2 separate regions of the Mus musculus genome follow, and region 2 is linked to region 1. Evidence: chromatin contacts called from public HiChIP or PLAC-seq data. All regions are on one chromosome and are shown on one strand. The core of a region is the stretch at or near the end of the contact, and the rest is flanking DNA. Distances in the headings are between cores, read along the strand shown. Region 1 has its middle 9.5 kb from the start of Hmga1. Region 2 holds the start of Ppard (peroxisome proliferator activator receptor delta).

Region 1 (5,145 bases), core at 801-3,300:
CACTGGGGATCCTCTACAGCCCTAAATCATCTGGTGGGGTGAACAGAGAATCCCGAGATAGTCATGCTGACACTGGCCAGCCATTCCAGTTCTTGGGGGCAGTGCTAGGCGGGAGCCGCTGACAGCCAGGTTTCTGGGTCACCATCCAGGGTGCCCTGCCAGTTCCCAGGCCTGGGTGAGGAGCATGTGCGCTCTGCCACTGAAGCTCATGCCCCTCTGCTGCCTTTGTCCTTGTCCTTTGGGGCGTGTTCCCATCCCCCACCTCTAGTCTGGCAGCAGCCTCAGCCCTGAGCGAGCTCAGGGGCCCCCAAGGAGGGGCTAGGTGCTGACCATCAGAGAATTCCTGGGTTGGTAGAACTGATGTAAAAAAGACTCAAAGCCCCCTACCAACAATGGTCTCTCTTGTTTGGCAGGAGCCTGCCCCTCCAGCCTACTGCTCAGATGGGCTCCTCTTCCAGAGGATCTGCTGCCGGAAGACAGAGCAGAAAAAGGACATGTTCCCACAGAGATGGATTGAGGTTGCCCACCTGATGTCCCGGCTCACACAAGGTCCGTCTGAAAAGGGTGGCCTCCCCTGGAAATGTACCTCCCTTCCTAAGATCTCAGCAGTCATACAGTCAGGCTGAGACCCAAGAGTTAGTGCATCTCACAAAGGACGGGTGAGAGGTCCAGGGGCCATGGTGGGGGTGGAGGTTGGGGCATCTTAGGCCGTCCTTGGTGTGGGTGTCTCAGGCAGCTGGTGAGGTGGGATAAATCTCCTGGGGGACCGTGTTGTTTTGGGACACCCCCCCCCCCACACACACATCATTTAGAGAAGGGAATGGGCCCAGCAAGGATCAGGTCAAAGCTGAGGGCTCTAGGGATGCCAGTCCTCCTGTGATGCTGTCCCCACTGCCCTGGCCAGCACATAGGGCCAGCCCCTCCCCCAACATGTGACCCTTTATTGTACTTGAGGAGGGAGCTGCTGGATGTGTAGCCTCCAGGACGATGGATTCAGGTGCAGGTCTCTCTTCCTGCCATGCAGGTTCACCAGCTAGGGTATCTGCCTCCTGCTCCGTGAGGTGATTTCAGGTTTTTTTTTTTTTGTTGTTGTTGTTTTTTTTTTTTTTTTTACATTTTGTTGTGGCTTCTAGAATGTTTAGATGTGGTCTCTCTCTGTCTCTCTCTCTGTCTCTGTCTCTGTCTCTGTCTGTCTGTCTGTCTGTCTGTCTCTCTCTCTCTCTCTCTCTCTCTCACACACACACACACACACACACACACACACAATCCTAGCACTTAGGAAACTGAGGCAGGAGGATTGTGGCAAAAAAATCTAAAAGCAATAGGCAGTCCCAAGCTTTAATCCCAACCCACTTGGTCTTTACAAGGTTAATCTGGTCTACATAGTGAGTTCTGGACCAGCCAGGGCTACACCGTGAGACCCTGTTTCCAAAACAAACCCACAAACATAAAATACTCACACACATAAAATGAGCAAGTCTTTAAAAAAAAAACAAAGTCAACTAAAAAAGAACATTCAACATTCCTTGGGTGAGCCTGAACCTCTGCAGCACAGTGGCTGGCCTAGATAATTCTCTGTATTTATGGCTTGCTGGTGCGATCCCTGAGCCCAGAATGCCCTCTCCTTTTGTTGTTTGAGGCAGGGTCTCACTAGTTCAAGACTGGGCTGGCCTTGAACTCACAGATACCTGCCTGCCTCTGCCTTCTAAGTGTGGAAACCCCTGTGAGCCAGGACATCTGCGCTTGGCAAGGCAAGTGTAAACATACCTTGTTCACTGTCTTAGCTCAGGTCCTGAAAACCTGGCACAGAGTAGGTGTTCAGAATTTCCGCCATCTAAGGGAAAAGTTCATTTGGGGACAACCTGGGGGCAGCAGGGTGAGGAACTTTCACTGCCTGCCCTAGCACCTGGGCACACCTGACACAAAGGACCTGTAAGGTGGCTTGGAAGACTGCCAAGGGTCATTCTAATACTGCCACTCTGTGGACAGGTGTATGCTGGGGCCCTGGCTGTGTCCTAGGGAGGCTAGGGTAACTGATCCTCCCAGTGCCTGGGGCATCTGGAGCTGGAGGCTGGGTGCCCATGGCTCAGGCTCACACAAGGTCAGTGTGTCAAAGGGACATGGAACACACTTTCTCTTTCCCCGAGATTCCATCACACTGTGAAAGCCCCTTCCGCAGGGACTTCCCTCCCGGCCTGACTCAGGCTGCCTCACGCCCCGTGACTCAGGCAGGAGCCTTGCCAGCCCAGCCCCACATCCTGCACTGCTCAGTCCAGAAGACGGCCTGAGCCAGGGATAGGAGCTGGTAAGAGCCTCCCGGATCCCCAGTGGAGACCCACCACAGCCCCAGCTGAAGTAAACCATGAGCTTGGTGTGGTGCTGCAGTCCTGTGATCTCGGCACTCTGGAGAACCAAGAGTTCAAGGCTGTCCTAGGCTCGACATCGGGTTCAAGGCCAGCCTGGGCTTCATTCGAGCTAAATACAAAACTGTAATAAAGTCCATGGCTGGGTGTGAATGCACAGGCCTGAAATTCCAGATCTCGGGAGACAGGGGTAAGAGGGACCCTGCAAGTTCAAGGCCAGCCTGCTGTACCAGCCAGGGAACATAAATGAGCAAATGAAAAAGAAAGAACACAGAGACTGAACTCCAGGAGGCACAAAGTTATCAGGAGGGGGAAACCCCAGAGGGACTAACCAAGCAACCTGTTACTCTAGACGGAGGAAAGTCAAAATGCAAGACCAGGAGGAGAGAGCAGGGCCAGCATTGGGGGAAGGACTCGGTGAGCATCCCTGGGAGACCAGGATACAGGAGGTGCTGGCCCACACTGGCCGCTTCCTGGCTTCCTGCCCCCTGCTGCCCCCCCGGGACCTCTCCAGGGAGACTGACAAGAACTCCAGCTGAGGACCTTGCTTTCTCTCATCTGCTTTTCCAACTCTGTCCTTGGGTCTCAGTCTTGTGGACTGCAGAATGGATGGGCCCTGGAGAGGCGAGACAGCCACAGAACCGTATCTGCAGCTTTGGTCCTTAGCCCGGCTGCTCCCTGAGGGCCACTGGGGAACCCAGCATCTTTGTTTTTTCTATTGGAGGAGCATCGTGGAACAGAGGCAGTTTGCTGAGCTGGTGCAGGTCAGGGAGGAGGCAGTCGGGGCAGCTTCCCTCCCAAGCGCCAAGTCTCAGAGCGACAGTCGGACAGTCGGATCCGTGTAGCTGGCTTACAGCTGAGTGGGGCAGCGAGGGGGTGTAAATTTCTCAAGACCACGCAGGAAAGTGGGACCCCCTACCTATCTGGTTCTAAATCGATCTCTCTAAACCTTTCCTGGAAATGGGTGTGTGTGGCTCGGTGCTGAGGGGGCTTTGCATGAAGCCAGCTGCCAACCCCAGTAGTTCAATACCAATGCAAGTCTCCAAGCTTCGGGGGAGGGGCATCACTTCCGGGAGAGCGATGGAGGTGTGAGCAGAGCTTGGGGAGCCAAAGCCCGGAGCGCACCAGGCCCTTTCTCGGGCAGGATTAGGAAAGAGTCAGGGACTTGTATCCCAGAGTCGGATGTTTGACCCACTACCAGCACAGTAAAGTCAAGAAGGAGAAAGGTCCACAGAGAGAGCGGGGAAGGTGACCTATGATGCGATGTTTCATAAGGACCCGTGCGGGAGCCCAGAGTCATGGGTCGTCCCAGGCCTGGGATGATGGCATGCCAGGGTGTTAGCAGCCAGCGCGTATAGAGGCAAAGCCTGCTTAGGACAGGGTTTCACTTATTGGTTTTCTGGCCGTTCTCTGGCCTCAGCCTCCCGAGGGGTGGGATTTTGTTGGTGAGCTAATGTACTTGGCTTCTCTTGTTATTTATTTCTTTGCTTATTTATTTATTTATTTATTTATTAAAATTAAAAATTTTTAAAAGATTTATTTATTTAATGTAAGTACACTGTAGCTGTCTTCAGACACTCCAGAAGAGGGCATCAGATTTTTGATACGGATAGTTGTGAAGCACCATGTGGTTGCTGGGATTTGAACTCGGGACCTTTGGAAGAGCAGTCGGTGCTCTTAACCGCTGAGCCATCTCACCAGCCCCTTATTTATTTATTTATTTATTTATTTATTTGTTTGTTTTTTGGTTTTTTGTTTTGTTTTGTTTTTTTGGTTTTTCGAGACAGGGTTTCTCTGCATAGCCCTGGCTGTCCTAGAACTCACTTTGTAGACCAGGCTGGCCTCGAACTCAGAAATCCGCCTGCCTGCCTTTGCCTCCCTAGTGCTGGGATTAAAGGTGTGCACCGCTACTGCTGATAGTTGTTTGGTTTTTGAGGCAGGTTTCTCTGTGTAGCCCTGGGTTATCCTGGAACTCACTCTGTAGACCAGGCTGGCCTCAAACTCAGAGATCTGCCTGCTTTTGCTTCTCGAGTGCCAAGTGCTGAGATTGAAGGTCTTTCCTTCCTTCCTCCCTCCCTCCCTCCCTCCCTCCCTCCCTCCCTCCCTCCCTCCCTCTCTCCCTCTCTTTCTCTCTCTCTTTCTTTCTCTCTCTTTCTTTCTCTCTTTCTTTCTTTCTTTCTTTCTTTCTTTCTTTCTTTCTTTCTTTCTTTCTTTCTTTCTTTCTTGTGTTTTGATTTGAGACAGGGTTTCTCTGTGTAGCCCTGGCTTTCCTAGAACTCACTCTGCAGACCAGGCTAGCCTCAAACTCAGAGATCTACCTGCCTCTGCCTTCTTCCCAAGCGCTGGGATCAAAAACATGAGCCTCACCACCCCCGGCTCAGCCTCGGCATTCTGAACAGCATTATTTTATACCGCCGATTAAGCAAGCATGAGAAGAACGAGGCTGGTTCCTGGGCAACTGCGGCACAGGCTGCCTCTGTCCCACGTGCCCAGCCTCCCTCCTCTGAGGACGAAACTCTCTTGTATTTTTAGCTGAGCACATGGCACATTTTGGCCCTCAAAATAGATTGTTTCCTTGCCTTCCGTCGCTAGATATGGTCAGTTAGAAATAAGCAAGGTGTTTCTAAGAGAAAGCAACATTTTCTGCAGTTATTCCTCTCCAGTGGCTAGAAGGGGGGACTGGGACTGGAGCAGAGGCAGCTACGTCAAACTGAGAGAACATTCGGGAAGAACACATCACTGAGAGAGCAAAGGCCTGGGGTCCTGGCCCTGTGGCATGCCA
Region 2 (5,283 bases), core at 2,377-4,876, 690 kb before region 1:
CAAGCTTGTGTGATTGCTGGCAAGAGAGGAATGCTCCCAATGTGGACAGTGCCATGTGGCTTGTCCCGGCATCACCAGGTCCACCAGAGCCACCAGACGGGGTACTAGAATGCACCCACTCCACTGGTCCCCAATATGCAGAGGGTAGCAGCCTGGGGAGGTGGGCCTCAGGACTCAGCCCAGAGACAAGACTCGTTGTACCAGGCCATGCCAAGCTCAAACCCTGGGGACAGCTTGCACAACAGCTGGGCAGCTGCACTCTGTCCAAAATAGAGGCCTACCAGCTTCTCAGGCTAGTCTCTACACCAGGCCTTTAGGAAGACAGTAAGGGACCACAGGTGGGGCTGGGAGGACCTAGGACAACTACTTTTCCTGGGTGACTTGAAGCACACAGCACAGAAAAGTTCCCAAACAGAGCAGGGGGGTCAGTCCAGTGAACTTTGGAGGTGACAGGTAAAGCCACTGGCAAGGGCCTGTCCCCTCACACCGTGAAAACAGACGTTGAGCCACGATCTGCATTAAGCACAGAATGGAAAGCTGTTCCCTAGAAGACTGCAGAGTAGACATGCCTCAGGAGGTTATCCAGCCAGCATTGCTAGCTAGGACTTACAAGGCTCTACCAGGACTGGCCCTGTGCTGTACTGGAGGCCTCCTATGCACCAACTCAGCACGGAGCCCTGTGGTTCGTTAAGCAAAGTCAGGACAATAATAGACTGCTTAAGGGTTGTAGGTAGGGGGCTGAAGAGGGGGCTCAGAGGTTAGGAGCTCTTGGAACTCTTTCAGAGGACCCGGGTTTGAGTGCCAGCACCCACACGTAGTTACCAGCTGGAACTCCAGTTCCAGGAGATCCAACGCCTTCTTTTGACCTCCAAGAGCACCAAACACACACGGTACACAGGTGGTGTCGCACAGATACTTACACGGGTAAAATACTCACGCAGAAAATAAAATGAATAAATCTAATTAAAAAAAAAAAGAGACTGTCAGGCAGAATCTCTGGGGAGCCAGAGACTGGACTAATCATTACCAAGCATTCGACTGCACCACTCAAAAATGACCCGGGTTGGGTGGTATATCCCAGCAACCCCAGCACTCAGAAGACAGAGCAGGAAGACTGCCATCAGTGAGGAGGCTACTAGCACAGTGCCCTCAAAGCCAGCCTGGGTTACAGAGTGATACTGAGGAGGGACAGGATGGCTCAGTGGGTAAAGGCGCTTGCCAACCAGCCTGATGACCTAAGTTCAATCCTGGGGACACCAGGAGGAGAACACTGACTCCCACGCTCGCACAAATAAATAATAAATGGGATGTTTCTCATAGGAAGAAAAGATTCCTTCTAACCTCCTCCACTCTCCTGTCATCCCCACATCTAGTGCTCCATATAGGGGCCTTAGGGATCAGACGAGAGGAGGCTCACTCAACCCCAGGCCAGCCACAGTCCTAATGCTTTCGTGGAAAACGGTCAGTGCACACAAAGATCACAAAACTGTAAGACCTGGTCAAGCTGGTTCAGTTGGCTCCCTGCTGTGGCTCCAGAAGGTGGCCTGTTCTATGGCCAATTCTGGCTCAAAGACAGAGAGTGTGATCCTCAAAAGAGGAGACCTAGAAACCTGGTGCCAACGGAACCCTGGGCTCCCGCTTCTGAAGTTAGAGTGGGTCAGACTTCCAGAGCCTTCAAAGATAAATATATGTTCTCTCCTGAGGATGACTCCAGGGACCCAAGGCAAACAAAGAGGCTCAACTCTGCATACAACTGAGCTGTGCCTGGAAGCAGACAGCCCAAGTTCCTTTGCAAGGCCTCACTGGTGCAATCCCTCGACCTGCCCAGGCAGATACCAAGGCAATACCCCAGACCACACCTGGGCAAAGGGAAGAAACGTCAGCTGCCTCTCCCAGCCTCAGTAAATACAGATGCCCAGGAAACGGAAGGAAAAAGGGCACCGAGGAACCATGCCCAGTGACCAACACAAGAGGCACATTCCGTCAGTGAAAGACAGGAGGTAAACTCAGTCGCTGGACCAAGACCCCAAGATTAAGGGAACAGATGCCCAACAGCCCCAGGGCTAGCAGGCCCACAATCCATTGAAAAACTAAAACGGGAATGTATTCTGGGGCTGGTGAAGTGGCTCAGGACGTAAAGGTGGTTGTCATCATACCTTAATGACCCGAGTCTATTTCCAGGAACCACAATATCGAATGAGAGAGCCACCTCCCAACTCCAGTAAGCTGTGCTCTGACCTACACCCCACCCCACATCCACACCCCACAGAAATAAATAAATGTAACTTGTAAGCAAACATTCTAGAGCCAGTACAGGGAGGAAAAACCAAGTTTAAAACCAAGGGCAGGGCTGGTGAGATGGCTCAGTGGGTAAGAGGTACCCGACTGCTCTTCCAAAGGTCCGGAGTTCAAATCCCAGCAACCACATGGTGGCTCACAACCATCCGTAACGAGATCTGACACCCTCTTCTGGTGTGTCTGAAGACAGCTACAGTGTACTTACATATAATAAATAAATCTTTAAAAAAAAAAAAAAAAAAAACCAAGGGCATAGCTTCTGCTCTTAGCTGTATGGAAAAGGGCAGTGCGTGGAAGGCACCGTATCATGGTTTAAATACATTCCATAATATCCCAAATGAGTCCTGTTTCCTGAAAGGGTGAAAAGAGTTATATGAAGCCTCTGGCTACCCCTGGCACACACCCAACTCAGAGCCGTCTCCCCCAAGGGTTCCTGGAAGTCAACAGACTCATAAAGGGGAAGTATTATAAAGCTGAGATTACGAGGGCCTACCAACTGGCCATCCCTCCCAATACAACACCCAGTGAAACCTGTGACCCGAACAAATCTGGTCAAGCTGGCGCTCAACACCCCACTCCCAGCTCAACTGAAGGTGAAACGGAAGCCTATCGTGCACCTCTGGGTTCTCCTCAAGCAGAGGCATAAAAAAAAAAAAAAAAAAAACTAGAAGCGAGGCAGTCGGGTGACAGGAGGTGAAAAGGACAGGAGATGAGAGCTGAGCCTAAGTGGGGCCTCTGCCGGTAGCCAGGATAGAAGGGGCTCGGATAAACCGGACTGGCTCACAACATCCTAAAGAAGATGGGGAGGGATAGGGCAACCCGAAAACGGGTCAGAGAGGAGGAGAGCACTGACCGACAGGGCAAGGATGGAAGGCTATCGAGGGAGGCAGGAAGGATCTCCAAGGAGGGCCTGGGTAGCGGGACAGCAAGGGAGGCGCTCAGAAAGGGGGTCAGAAGGGAGGTGACATGGGGTTCTTTGGAATTGAGAGGAGATGAAGCCACGGGGCTTTAGAGGGATCAGGGTGGGTGGGAGGAGGGAGGGAGGCCGGCTCCGAGCAACCACAGGGGTCCCTGCGGTGGAGACCCCAGCGGTGGCTCCTCAGCGCGCAAGCCGAGCATAGACGAGCCGCAGAGGCGCGGAAAGCGGCTCTCGGAGCCCCTGACCCCACCATCCACCTCAGCCCGGGCCGCGCTGGCCTCTCCCGATCCGCACGGACCTGTCCCGGCCGCCTCTCGCGCCGCTGCCGCCGTCCCGCAGGCTCCGCAGAATCCCCCAGCTCCTGCCAAAACTTTTCCCATTAATCCCCAGGTCCGCCGCGGCCTGCGGCGTCACACGCTCCCAGCCCCGGCGCCGCCCCCAGCCCCGTGATGTCACCGCGCCGCTGGCTCCCTCCCCCACAACTAAGCACTCGCCCCCGCCCCCTTCCGCCATAGCAGTAGCCAATCGCCGCGCCGCCTGGAGCCACTCCTTTGACAGCCATCGCTCCGCCCACTGCACAGCTGCCCTGGCGCGTCTGCAGCGCCCTCTGCAGTCAGACGTGGGAGCAGCAGCTGAGGAAAGCGCTGGGGAGAAGTTAGGGCTGGTCAAAGCAAGCCTCACGAAACGATATTTAAAGCTTTAAAGCGCGGAAAGAAGGTGGAGGTCATCTAATACAACCTCCTCACTCTTCCTGAGAAGAAACTAGGCATAGACTTGTGTGGTTTGAAGCAAGAAGCAAAGCTAAGGGCGGTGGGGGAAGGAATAGAGGCAAACTGTAATTTTCAGAGGCGCTTGGGAGAGGCATATGGTGGGAGACTTGGGAATGAAAATACAGACGCATACGTTTTACAAAATATCTATTTTTATATGTCAGAGTGTTTTGTCTGCATGTCTGTCTCTGCACCATGTGCGTTCAGTGCCTGCAGAGTCTGGAAGAAGGCGTTGGATCCCCTGGAAGTGGAGTTACAATGGAGAACTTCCATGTAGATGCTGGGAAGCGAGCCTCTTCAAGAGTAGCAAGCGCGATCTTCACCACTGAAGCATCTCTTCAGCACCCCCAATTTTTTAACTGGTGGCTAGTTCAATGGCTCAACGGGTCATCGCTTTGTCTCCAAGCCTGAAGACTTGAGTTCAGTCCCTGGGACTGCCTCCTGAAGGTTATCTTCCAATCTCTACACACCGCATGTGCACTTTCATATACACCCACACAAGAAAAAAGAAAGATCTGGAAGGCATGATGGCACTCTAACTCCAGCACTCAGGAGGTAGAGGACCCGTTTGAGGTCATTTTTAGCAATGGAGAAAGTTTTGGGCCAGCCTGTGCTTATAGGCCTTGTGAAGCCAAATAGAAAACAAATTTTAAAAGAACTTTTCTCCCACTTGAGATTTCTGTCGCTGGATGTCAGGGACCAGACAAGACAAGAACTCTGTACCTGGGCTTGCCTGTCACCCCAACTCATCATATACCACAGAGAGTATGTAGCCAGAAGGCAATCTGTCACTGGCTGGTTTCATCATCCTAGAATGAACAAAACTTGGCTGGCAGGAAAGTCAGCAGGCACCTCCCTCCTCCACACCGCCATTAAAGGTCACCTCTGCCCGGTCTGGCACTCCTTACAGTGCATCCTTAGCTCGCTGGATTGGAGAACCCCACACCACTTTTTTTCTGCTTTGTTTTCGAGTGTGTGTGTCTGTGTGTGTGTGTGTGCGCGTGCGCACGTGCGCGTGTGCACTTGGAGGACAGAGAAGGGTACTGTGTGTCTTCCAAGGATAGGTTTCCACGGTTTTCCTTTGAGGCCTGGTCTCCTGATGCATGCACGAGCGGTTCTGGTTTGGTGGGATAGGCTGTCAGCCATCAAGCCTGGGCTATCCTGGTTCTGCAATTACAGGAATTCACAGGACCACACCCTGCTTTTCCCTGTGTGTCGGGATCTGAACGCTGGCTGCTCTGCGTGAACAGCAGAGGCGCTTAACTTTCCTGCTCTCTCCCTAGCTCCCTTCTATTG

Evidence for each region. HiChIP or PLAC-seq counts read pairs in DNA pulled down with a chosen protein or histone mark.
Region 2: an HNF4G HiChIP or PLAC-seq map of pancreatic cancer cells shows a contact between it and region 1. The contact joins the promoter of Ppard here to the enhancer-like site in region 1. A contact is called at or near these places in 2 of 39 promoter capture datasets (embryonic stem cells and pre-B cells) and 2 of 115 datasets of contacts at active chromatin or transcription factors (embryonic stem cells and pancreatic cancer cells).

What each region holds. Positions count from the first base shown.
Region 1 is chr17:27,544,461-27,549,605 of GRCm38.p6, reverse strand. No RefSeq gene overlaps it. Among named protein-coding and RNA genes, the nearest start is that of Hmga1, 9.5 kb to the left of the region's middle. Within about 2 kb of position 2,050, at least 123 of the 459 cell types and tissues checked have an H3K27ac peak or open chromatin away from gene starts, as enhancers often do. A contact at or near this core is called in pancreatic cancer cells, where this site is marked.
Region 2 is chr17:28,231,097-28,236,379 of GRCm38.p6, reverse strand. Ppard (peroxisome proliferator activator receptor delta) reads right to left here and starts at 3,626. Exons shown (of 8, transcript NM_011145.3): 1 at 3,516-3,626.